Regions from separate parts of the Mus musculus genome. Here region 2 is linked to region 1. Evidence: chromatin contacts called from public HiChIP or PLAC-seq data. All regions are on one chromosome and are shown on one strand. Each heading gives the region's core, a stretch centred on a gene start, on an enhancer-like site or on the middle of the called end of the contact. The rest is flanking DNA. Distances are from core to core; before and after follow the strand shown. Region 1 has its middle 27 kb from the start of Rhox2h. Region 2 overlaps Rhox5 (reproductive homeobox 5).

Region 1 (5,187 bases), core at 993-3,492:
GTGGAGCTGCTCTAACATCATTTTCTAGAACATGGAGAACAATCAGTTTGTGCATGGTACTGTAAGATTTGTGGTAGCTCAGAATGACCACTGCTGTAAAAAGTTATGTAAATATCAAGATGTTCTTTTCCCAGAATTCGCCTCACTGCAAGGTGCGCTAAGAGATAGTCCTCTGAGTGTTTAGAAAAGCCCACACAATTCCTCCGGTCCTTAAGTCTGTCCCCTTAATGCGGTTATAGGTTAACCAATGATAAACTGCCAGCCCTAAACTGTGACTGAGAACTGCTCTAAAAAAAATGTATAAAAGGTGTGTGCTTTAGCTACTTGGGGTCGCTTCCATCCCGATTTCAGGATGACCTCAGCATGCTGGATTAATAAACCTCTTGCTTTTTGCATCGATCTCCGTCTCAGCATCTCTGGGAGTGGAACATCCTGGATGTAAGGCTTTTCGGGTCTTACGATTTATAATAGGCATTCACAATACGCTTTATATTCTTGATCCAGCTTTGAAGAGGCTAACATGCTGGGAGGGAATCCCACAGGGAAGACGCGCAGCCACCAACAGAGCTGGAGTAGCAGTGGTGATGAAGAGCACTGGCTGCTCTTGCAGAAGAGCAAGGTTTGCTTCCCAGCACTCACATGGCAGCTTCCAGATATCTTCAGTTCCAGTTCCAAGGGGCCAGACATCCTTATTTGGTCTCACAGTACACAGACATCCACCCAGGCAAACATTCATACACGTAGATTTATGAGAGTTGAGTCTTAAGCAGCTTTCTCGTAAGCTGACTGGAGTGACCCTTAAGGAATGTGAGTTCTTAGCAGCTATCTAGTCAGTGGATTAGGAGAGAAGGGCTAAGCCTGGGATGCCTCCTATAGTGCATCAAAATTCTCTCAGAGTCAAAGCAAAACAAGCATGGAAGAAGGCATTTGCTACATTAATGATTAGTGGAATGGGAGGCTGTATTCCCAGGGAGCTATTGAGAAAACTACAGGGAAGGGATCAGAAGTCAGGCTCAGGGCCAGCAAGGTTAAAGTACAGCTTGCAGTCGAATCCCCCATTTTAGCCTAGACACTGGACTACCAGCTCTGTGGCCTGGGGAGAAAGATAAGTCTAGATAATTTTTCAGTTAGGTCTTCCAGCATGGGTCAAGATTGAGGTCCCTCACTAAAATGCAACCTGAGAAAGTAGAATTCACAGCCAACAAGAAGAGTGGGCAACTGTGGACAGAAAACTACTCCTGGGAATCCACTTCTGTAGAGGAGCATTCTGTCTGAACAAAGTCAACAGGACATGGCCGCAGTCAGGCAGAGTGCCCTCACTTCCATTGGGTATGGACACGGCCTCTGAGGATCCAGAGCAGACATCGAGAGTGCTTGGCTATGCAGGTCAGCAAAACTGACTGACCATGAGCTTTTCTGAACCTGGACCAGGCAAACACAAAAACTGGGAAGTGCAGACTCCAGGCCCAGTCTCAAAGAGCTCAGGAGTGCTACACCCACTCCAGTAGTGACGCGCATGACAGACCAAAAGCCTGGATGCAATCCTGAGGCAAAAAGTTCATGGAAACTTAGTCTCCTGGAATTATGGCATCCCATAGCACATATGCTCCAATTTTGTCCTTGTGAATGGATCTGTGTGCTTCCTTTCACTATTGTTTTGTTATAGGTGCCTCCAAGCAATGACTTGCCAAATACCTAAGCAAATTTGAACTTTGCTTCCTGGCCTTCACCAATGCCCTAGGTAGTCCTTTAGCTGACCCTGGGCTTGGAATTCAGTAAGAATGTTGCCTATTCAGTGACATTCAGAATTGCCTCTAGTATTGTAAGGGAGACAGTGAGAGAAATCAGGCTTTACTCTCTACTACAGAGAGTTAGAAATCTCAGGGCAAGCTTAGCAACGTAAGTTTAGAATTCTTATTATAGTTATGTATGGCAGACTACATTACTTAGTAGCAGAAAGTCCCCACACACTATCACTTAGAATAAAAGCCAAGTCACTCCCATATTCAGGAATTTACAATGGTTTAGGAAGTAGATCAGGCTGTGGTTTTAGAGTATTGCATTATTCATGAGAAAGTTAGCTAGAACGGAACTCCCTAATTAGAACTATGGCTTGGGTGTGAAAGCCCTTGCCCCAGGAGTCTAAAGACCTCACACCTGGCTTCTATGACTATAGCTGACCTTAGATAGAGCTGACTTTGTCTCAGCTGTTTTATTGCCCAGTTCCTGCCAGTCTTTGTGTTTACATTCCTCTGTTTTGTGTCAGAGTCATTAAGCATCCGGTAACCTCATTGCACCTTGCCGATGTGTCACCTAACTTCTCTATTTTCTTCTGTATAAAAAGTTTGATGCTTGATTTGAAAAATTACATTCAGATCCAGCACACTCCCTTGTGTCCTGACTGTCACCCCATTTTCGCCGACTCTATGCCCATCTGTCTGAGACCCTGATTCCCACTGATTTGTGACTGAGCACAAAGCTTGGTCCTTGAGATTTCTGTTAGGACCAAGATATTCTACGTGTCTGAAATTAGGGTTCATGCCTCCATGGGCTCAGGCTAGAATGAAAGGGAATGGAAGCATGCTCTCTAACAGTTGCTTTAGTCAAACATACACACACACACACAGAGATGATGGTGGTTGTGATGGTGGTGGTGGTGGTGGTGGTGGTGGTGGTGGTGGTAGTGATGATGGAGATGATAAACATTACATTTAAAAAATGGCTTCTGCTGTGCAGTTCAGAATAACAGTGCCCTGATGTAGCATGTGTCCTTGTCAGCAAAGCTCTCAGCATGCTGAGACATTCCCTGTTCTCCTCTGCTTTCAGATGTGGTTTAACAACAGGAGAGCCAAACAGAGGGCCAGGGAGAAGAAAGCAATGCTCAGGAGCACAGCAGGTGGGATCCAGGACCACATTTGCATGATGGACCCAGAGGAGCCCTTAGGGGACCAAATCTCCAGGAGCCACAAGGAGATGGGCTGTGTGCAGTCACAGTTTAACCACTCATGAGGGAAAGCCACCTTTCTCTGTCTCCATTCCCACCACAGCAACAATAAAGAGGAAAATTTCTGTATATTTCCTTCTGACTGTGGCATGTAGATGCAAACCATTCCATAAACGAGATGCAAACAGATTGGCAAAGAGGTCTTCCTGCTGGAGGCAGCATGCCTGTGTCACCTTCAGTGGCCCCTGCACATCACAGCTGTTTCTGTGGCTCACATTATTAGCAGGGAAGGAGCTTTGCACCTCTGACTACTGCAGACCACACCCCTGTTCTGTTCTGACCATGTGGGAGCAGATACAAGTTCATGGGAGTCCCAGTTGTCCCCATAGGCTGATGGTGAGTTTCCATTCAGTACGGCCCCTTCCCTAGCTCATGCGTTCAGTAAGACTGTTGGTCTGCAACTTCCTCAAGGCCAGTCTCAGGATTCAGGAGAGCAAGCAGGTAAACGGTCACCTTGCCTGCACTCTGCCTGCTTCCCAACCCCTCTCAGCGAAGCACACATGGCACTCAGAGCCACTGGGACACAGGTCCTACTGCCTCAGAAGGACTAAGACACTCTACCGTTTGCAGGCTGCAGGAAGGCTTGTGCTTCTCTCTCTTCTCCCAGCCCGGGAGCGGGACGCTGAATTTAGATTTCTCCTGAGGATTTGGTTCTAGTTGTTTCAGAAATAGACCAAGGTATTTTGTTTTCATTTACTTTGGCAGCATCTTAAATAATTTCTTATATAATTGGACAAGACTCCCCCCCCCAAAAAATGCAGTAATACCCACTGTATTACACTCATGCGCTCACCTGTCTTCTGGTTCTAGGTGGCAGCCACATGCCTTCCCTGGTCTGGAGGTCACAGATGAGCAGACAGTAGCCCCGTCCACCGCAGTTGCTCCTTCCCTTGGTCTTGCTCACTTCCCACCCCGGGAAGACAAGCTGCTCCCAGTCACTTAAGTGTACTCACCCTTGTCACTTTTTCTCCATCAGTGGATTAATTCCATGTGAAGACACGTGGGGCCTCCAGCAGTTTGGGAGGTTGGAGGAGGCAGGCAGTACAAGATGCAATGACACAATACCAATTGAAGAGTGGGAACGCTGAGTGTCAGTCACTAAAGAAGCCAAATGCATTGAACAGTGAATGAACGGGGTAAGTTACACAGTTAAATCGGTAAGGATGAAATGATCTCCAAGTGAATTTGAGCAGCAGAAATGGTTGTTTGCCATGTTGCAACAGAAGAATGATAACATAAAACTCCTTTCCAGCAAAATTAGTGATCTGGAAAAATTAAAGAATTTTGATGAGAAGTATGGAAGGTTTTTTTAAAGATCTCTTATTTTTATTTGTGTGTGTGTGTGTGTGTGTGTGTGTGTGTGTGTGTGTGTGTGTGTGTTTGCCTGCATATATGTCTGCGTACTGTGCACATGCATTGCCTCTGGAAGCCCTAAGAGGGGATCAGATCCTCTGGAAGGGGAGTTATAGACCACTGTTAGCCACCATATGAGTTTTTGAAATCAAACCTCAGTCCCCTGGAAAAGCCACCAGTTCCCTTAACCACTGAGCCATCTCTCCAGCAGCCAGTACTATGAAGATTGAGAGTATACTCTAACCAACTCTTGTGTTCCAGAAGATAGCACCTGTTGCACAGATTTATTTGTGCTAATGCTTGGCAGACTTAACTCAGACAAAGAATTGGAGAGCATCCCATGGCACACAAGATGATTCTGTGGAAGAAAGTGCTTGCTGCCAAGCCTGAGGACTTGAGTTCTATCCCCAGGATACACATAGTGGAAGAAGAGGAGAACCATCTCCTGCAAGTTGTCCTCTGACTGCCACATGCACTCACTGTACTCAAGCACAGACACACACACACAACACACACACACACACACACACAAACACGTCTATGATTTAGAGGCTATCTGGTCTACATAGTGAGTTCCAGGCTGATCAAGGCTACACAGTGAGGAACTGGTCAAAAGATCAACTAACTTTCTCTCTCTCTCTCTCTCTCTCTCTCTCTCTCTCTCTCTCTCCCTCTCCCTCTCCCTCCCCCCTCTCTCCCTCTCTCTCTCTCTTTCTGAATTAAAAGGTCTAATAAAATATTTAGAGTTGAAGTATGAACCTACAGTTTAAAACTGAAGTACTTGAACTCAGAAAGGGGTAGGGAGGTGCTGCTGGTGGATTTAGCCACCC
Region 2 (5,187 bases), core at 1,836-4,335, 110 kb before region 1:
AACTAGGGTTGTGCCTAACCTCTGGATACGGACTCTACAGGTTACCCCTTTGTGGGGTATTTCGACTAATATCATCCCCATTGGATCCTAGGAGCCTCTTGCTTTCCTGGCATCTGGGGCATTCTGGTGGCTATCCCCAGTTCCCCACCCCCCTTGCAACACACCTCTGTTCAATTTCCTGACCCTCTGTACATCACCCCCATCTCCTCCCACACCTGATCCTGCCCCCTTTTTCCTGTTGGAGACTGGGGAGGAGGTTTGGGATGAGGAACAGTCAGAGGGTGGACCGGGAGGGGGATAACGACTAGACTGTAACAAAAGATTAAAGAATAGTGGAAAGAAAGAAAGAAAGAAAGAAAGAAAGAAAGAAAGAAAGAAAGAAACCTAACCAAGTTATGATGAGCAAGCCAGTAAGCAGCACCTCTCTGTGGCTTCTGCATCAGCTCCTGCCTCCAGGTTCCAGCCCTGCATGAGTTCCTGCCCTGGCTTCCTTCCCTGATGGACTATTATGTGGGAGTGTACATTTAATAAACCCTTTTGCCACCAACTTGCTTTGGGTCATGGTGTTCCATCATAGCAATAGTGGCCCTAGCTAGGAGAGTCCACAGAGGCAACAGGCACTCTTGACATTATAATATTTATTCCACAGGGGAGTGATGGCCATCTTGACTTCTATTTTATTTTATTTTTCGTTTTTCGAGACAGTGTTTCTTTGTGTAGCCCTGGCTGTCCTGGAACTCACTCTGTAGACCAGTTTGGTCTCAAACTCAAAAATCTGTCTGACTCTGCCTCCTGAGCGCTGGGATTAAAGGCGTGTGCCACCATCTTGACTTTGTTATTCTCCTTTATATATGTGTCCACAAGATGGTGACAGGCATTCTTGATGTCAATCCCCTTTAGCCCACAGGAGGGTGCCAGACACTCTTGACATTGTTGTGCCCCTTTAATTGACCATGGAGTGAGAGGCATTCTTGATGCTGTCTTTTCCCTTTTGTCCAACAACTGACAAAAGGAAAAGCCCTGCAGAGACTTGATATGCCAGGGTAGGGATACCAAGGAGTGGCCTCCACCCTCTCAGAGGAGAAAGAGGGAGAAAGTGTGTGTGTGTGTGTGTGTGTGTGTGTGTGTGTGTGTGTGTGTACACCAGGAGGAAGGATGCAGCAAAGGTGAATCTGTGATTCTTGCTTCATAAAGAACCCAGTTTGGAGCATAACAGGCCTTGGGTGGTCACCCCTTAATTTTTCCTATTGCCCTCACCCTGCCTCACAACTCATCTGAATCGCGTCGCTAGCAAGCATCCACCTCCTAGAGTGTGACCTCATCCTTGGAGAGACAACCCACCTCCCAGTCATTTACAGCGTCATAATGCACTTGCAAATAGTAGCAGAAGTCAGCCCTATCTAGGAACAGGCTGATTCTCAGCAGGAACTTACCCTGCCCTTCCTTTACATACAGTGGCAGGGTGAGCTGAAGGCATCACAATGACAGAGAGTGACAAAGGAGAATGTGTAGGTCAGTATAACCCATTGCTGTAGTTGTGGACCTTCTCTGATTTATAGGGAATACCGCAGGTGACTCAATTATGCCATGTTTAAAGGGTATTTCCATATTACTCGAATCACTAAGATATTTGTATCAATATTTTAATAATCATAGAGGTAATGGAACAAACATACTGGGAATCCACCTCTTTATTGCTGAATTCTTGAAAAGTAAGGGCTGTCATAGCCGGCATATGTGATCAAATCAAAATCTCGGTGTCGCAAAAGGGCATCTTTCTCCCCATCTCACTCCACGACAAGCAGGACACTCGAATGTTCCTCTAAAATGTTCAGGGACTGGTGTTGCCCTCCTCCTGTTTCTTCTGGCCGCAGCCCTCCTGATCTTAAACCAATTCTACATTCAGAAGAATAAGGGTTTTAGTCAATAACACTAAACAGGATTCCACTCAAACAAACAAACAAAAGCAAAACCACATACCTTTGAACATAACCATTGATGTTTTGTTGGTATTTTTTCCTCCTAGGTACTAGGGATTGAACCTAGGGCTTCATGTATGCATGATAAACGCTTCATCCCTGAGTTATATGCTCAGCCCAACCAGTGAGATCTTAACTCTCACACACAAAGAAGCCCTTCGTTTTGTATTGTTCTAATTCAGTGAGGGACTGGGAGAATAGTAATTGCTGAATGTGTGAAGTTCTGGCTTCCAGCTATCGAACTGCAGAATAACACCACAGCCTTCCTTCAGCAAACCGCCCCCTCACCCCCCAGTGAGAACTCACAGTGTTTCAGGCCCTGCAGTAGACTAGGGCTACTCAGCTTGTTTAATGCTTCTATCCTAGGCAAGATGGAGGTCTAGATAATGGGTTACTCCAGTTTTTGCTGTGGAGTGGAATTCCGAAGAAAGACTGGTCTATAAATACCTGTGAACTGCTACTACAAACCAAAACCAAACCTAAACCAAGACCTGTTAACCTGCTCTATCCTCTCACACTCCTGCTTAATGAAGCCTCCATTTTTCTATCATTTTCCAAGTTCAAAACCTACAGAGTGTGAGACAAAGGGCTCTTCTCTCTGAATGTAACCTACACCCCTACTCTCTCGCCTGCCACTAGTGGGCGTGCTTCTCCCTTTTAAGTAGATAGTGTGCAAACTCAGTGCTGCTCATGGTGAGGAGTGCCAGGACAGTAATACTTAGAGTTTACAAACAGTCCAGGGAGGGAAAGGAGGCCCACGTTCGCTCCCAGAACACTTTCAGGATACATTGCCGGTGATGCTTACAAATCAGAGCTGGAGGGGTCAGTGACAAGCTTTTTGGTGACGCCCATGTTAAAACATCTGAGAATGCATTCAAAGGTCATCTTTCCCCTTCGTTGTGGTGTGTAGGTCACTCTACCCTCAGAAGGTCATTGAGAACACACTAAGCAAACTGAAACAAGGCAAGGCAAAGCAACTCTTGCAACCAGGAGCGTCTCCGGGGCTGTGGTTAAATGCCTGGGAAAGTGGAAGAGCCACACCCTGTGCTGAGTAAGTACCCTGAGGGCCCTGAGCGGACCTGGCGGTGAGGCCTCAGAGGCCTGCTGTGCTCAGCCATTGTTCTAGAAGCACAATCTCCCGAGTCCTAAGGGCTCTTCCAGTAGTGACGGCACAGGGGGGGTGGGGGTGGGGGTGGGGGGAGAACGACACTGAGATATAAAGCCAATGCCGTTATCCTGATGTTCCCTCAGGATCTTTCACTCCTTCTCTTCCCAAAACAACTTCTGAACTGCTTGGACTTCCCCATGCACTCACGTGATCACTTCTGAATCCATTGAGCTACAGATTCACTTACCGCTGCCTAAGCAAGTGGGAAAAATATTTCCAACTACCCGAGGTGAGAATTTAGCCCATACTGCTGTCTAGTCCCCTACCATCAACCAATCACACAGGACAGTTCTTCCTGATACTACCAGGGGTGGGAAGAAAAGAATCTGTTGTCCGGAAGCTAGTCATTAACAAGCTAGGGAGTTTCACAACCGTCAATGTGTAGGGTTGAGCTGTAGGCGTCTGTCTGCTTTAGAGACAGGGTCTCATGTAGCCGAGGCTGGCCTTGATGCTTCCTGTCTTCCCTTCCAGGGTGCTGGCATTATAGACAAGCATCATCGTATGTGGACTCCTTCCGTGTCAGGATGACACAGCAGGATGTAGGAGGCAACTTTAACCCAGGCTTGCCGTTCACGCTAGTGCTTTATCAAGCACGTACATACAATGAGCAGTCCTTTGCACCACTGTTCCTGTTCTCGGCAGTCTGTTTAGACACATGCTGCTAGCACTAGTACTTGCTTCAGCTTGTGAGTTATTTGCTACAATGGCTGAAGATCTACGAATTCCTTCCTTCGTCCTAGAGCTGATGCTTAAATTTGCTACCAAAAGTGATACCATAGAGCTCATAGTTTTATAAATGTGAATGATTTCTACACCACACTTAACATGGTGTAAAGGGCCGCTGCTATCAGATTTGAACACTTTTAAGAAGTATGTCTATGCGCATACTTTATGCAAGCCTATATTCATACAAGGTATAAATGTATATATAATTTTAACACATGCATTTAATATTTTACTGAGAGATATATACATGTTATGTATGGATGTATGTGAAGATTAAATTAGTTCCATAATATTCTTTGTCCCTTTAGCAAGTCATGTTCTCCTATACTGGGACTTTGTGACTCCATTTTGTATTCTCAGACTTTAAAGATCCTCCCCCCACCCCGAGAAATCAAGAGGCTGCAGCAGCAGCAGCAGCAGCACACCAACTTCAGCATAATCTAGAGCAAAGGCGCCCAAGACCTCAGATGAGGTTTACAATGGCTGTCCTACCAAATCGTTTTTCTCAGGTTACCTACCTGCACTCTGGACACACAGGCATCCATCAGTCTATCAAGATCCTCCCTAAGAGGAAAAAGTGCACATGTTCAATTTGTGGCAGCATGGATGAAATAAACTAGGTAAAGTGTACTTCATATTCCTTTTTGAATGTGAGCCCCGTCAACCCTTTCTCCTGCCCCCAATAGTGTCTGTAACATCCACCCTTGAGGCTTAGTTTAGCCCAAGTTCACCCACTCTACCACCTGGTACCAACTTTAATGGGAAGCTCCCCAGATTATCATTAATCAAAACAAGTCATGGACTTGGGTAAGTAAATCTACCCAAAGCAATCAAGACATATAGAGGCGTAGTCAAATTTCTAAGAAAGGCAGGACCCCACCCTCCCTCACTTCACCAGCCAGACCTCAGGTCCCCCCTTGCTCTAGCAGGACCTTGCATCGCTCTGTTTCTAACCAGCCTCACGTAGCAAGGAAATATCTTTATTCACACTTGCCATAGCTCTCATCATGCCCTAGAACCCACCCACAGGGGGAGGGGGCTAGGCAGTCTAGAGTTCTTGGGTGCCCTTTATTTCAAGAGGGGGGCATTAAGGGCCCTGGGAGAAAGCCAAAAGCCACCTAGAACTAACAGGGATTCCCTGAAAACTGGGCACTAGGCAGGAAAATCTGCTTACCTTGGGACATCAAAGGAATTAGTGCGCTGCAAAATGGACTCCAGTTCCCTCAGTCGATGCTGGGCGAACCTAGAGCCCTGGAGGGGCATCTGCCTACCCCCAGGATTTCCATTCTCCTGGCTCTCAGTGCCCTCAGCAAC

What was found. HiChIP or PLAC-seq counts read pairs in DNA pulled down with a chosen protein or histone mark.
Region 2: a contact with region 1 is called in an H3K27ac HiChIP or PLAC-seq map of trophoblast stem cells, with 6 times the contacts expected there. The contact joins two enhancer-like sites. A contact is called at or near these places in 36 of 484 Hi-C or Micro-C datasets (the AML12 cell line, the BV-2 cell line, the Ba/F3 cell line and 22 more), 13 of 115 datasets of contacts at active chromatin or transcription factors (the SCID.adh cell line, astrocytes, differentiating embryonic stem cells and 6 more) and 3 of 9 other capture datasets (adipose tissue, liver and pancreatic islet).

Annotation. Positions count from the first base shown.
Region 1 is chrX:37,697,851-37,703,037 of GRCm38.p6, reverse strand. No RefSeq gene overlaps it. Among named protein-coding and RNA genes, the nearest start is that of Rhox2h, 27 kb to the right of the region's middle. Within about 2 kb of position 2,242, at least 9 of the 459 cell types and tissues checked have an H3K27ac peak or open chromatin away from gene starts, as enhancers often do. A contact at or near this core is called in extraembryonic ectoderm and trophoblast stem cells, where this site is marked.
Region 2 is chrX:37,805,324-37,810,510 of GRCm38.p6, reverse strand. Rhox5 (reproductive homeobox 5) reads right to left here. Exons shown (of 5, transcript NM_008818.2): 3 at 5,048-5,187; 4 at 4,392-4,437; 5 at 1,633-1,896. The coding sequence ends at 1,747. Among named protein-coding and RNA genes, the nearest start is that of Gm34522, 9.7 kb to the left of the region's middle. Within about 2 kb of position 3,085, at least 16 of the 459 cell types and tissues checked have an H3K27ac peak or open chromatin away from gene starts, as enhancers often do. A contact at or near this core is called in extraembryonic ectoderm and trophoblast stem cells, where this site is marked.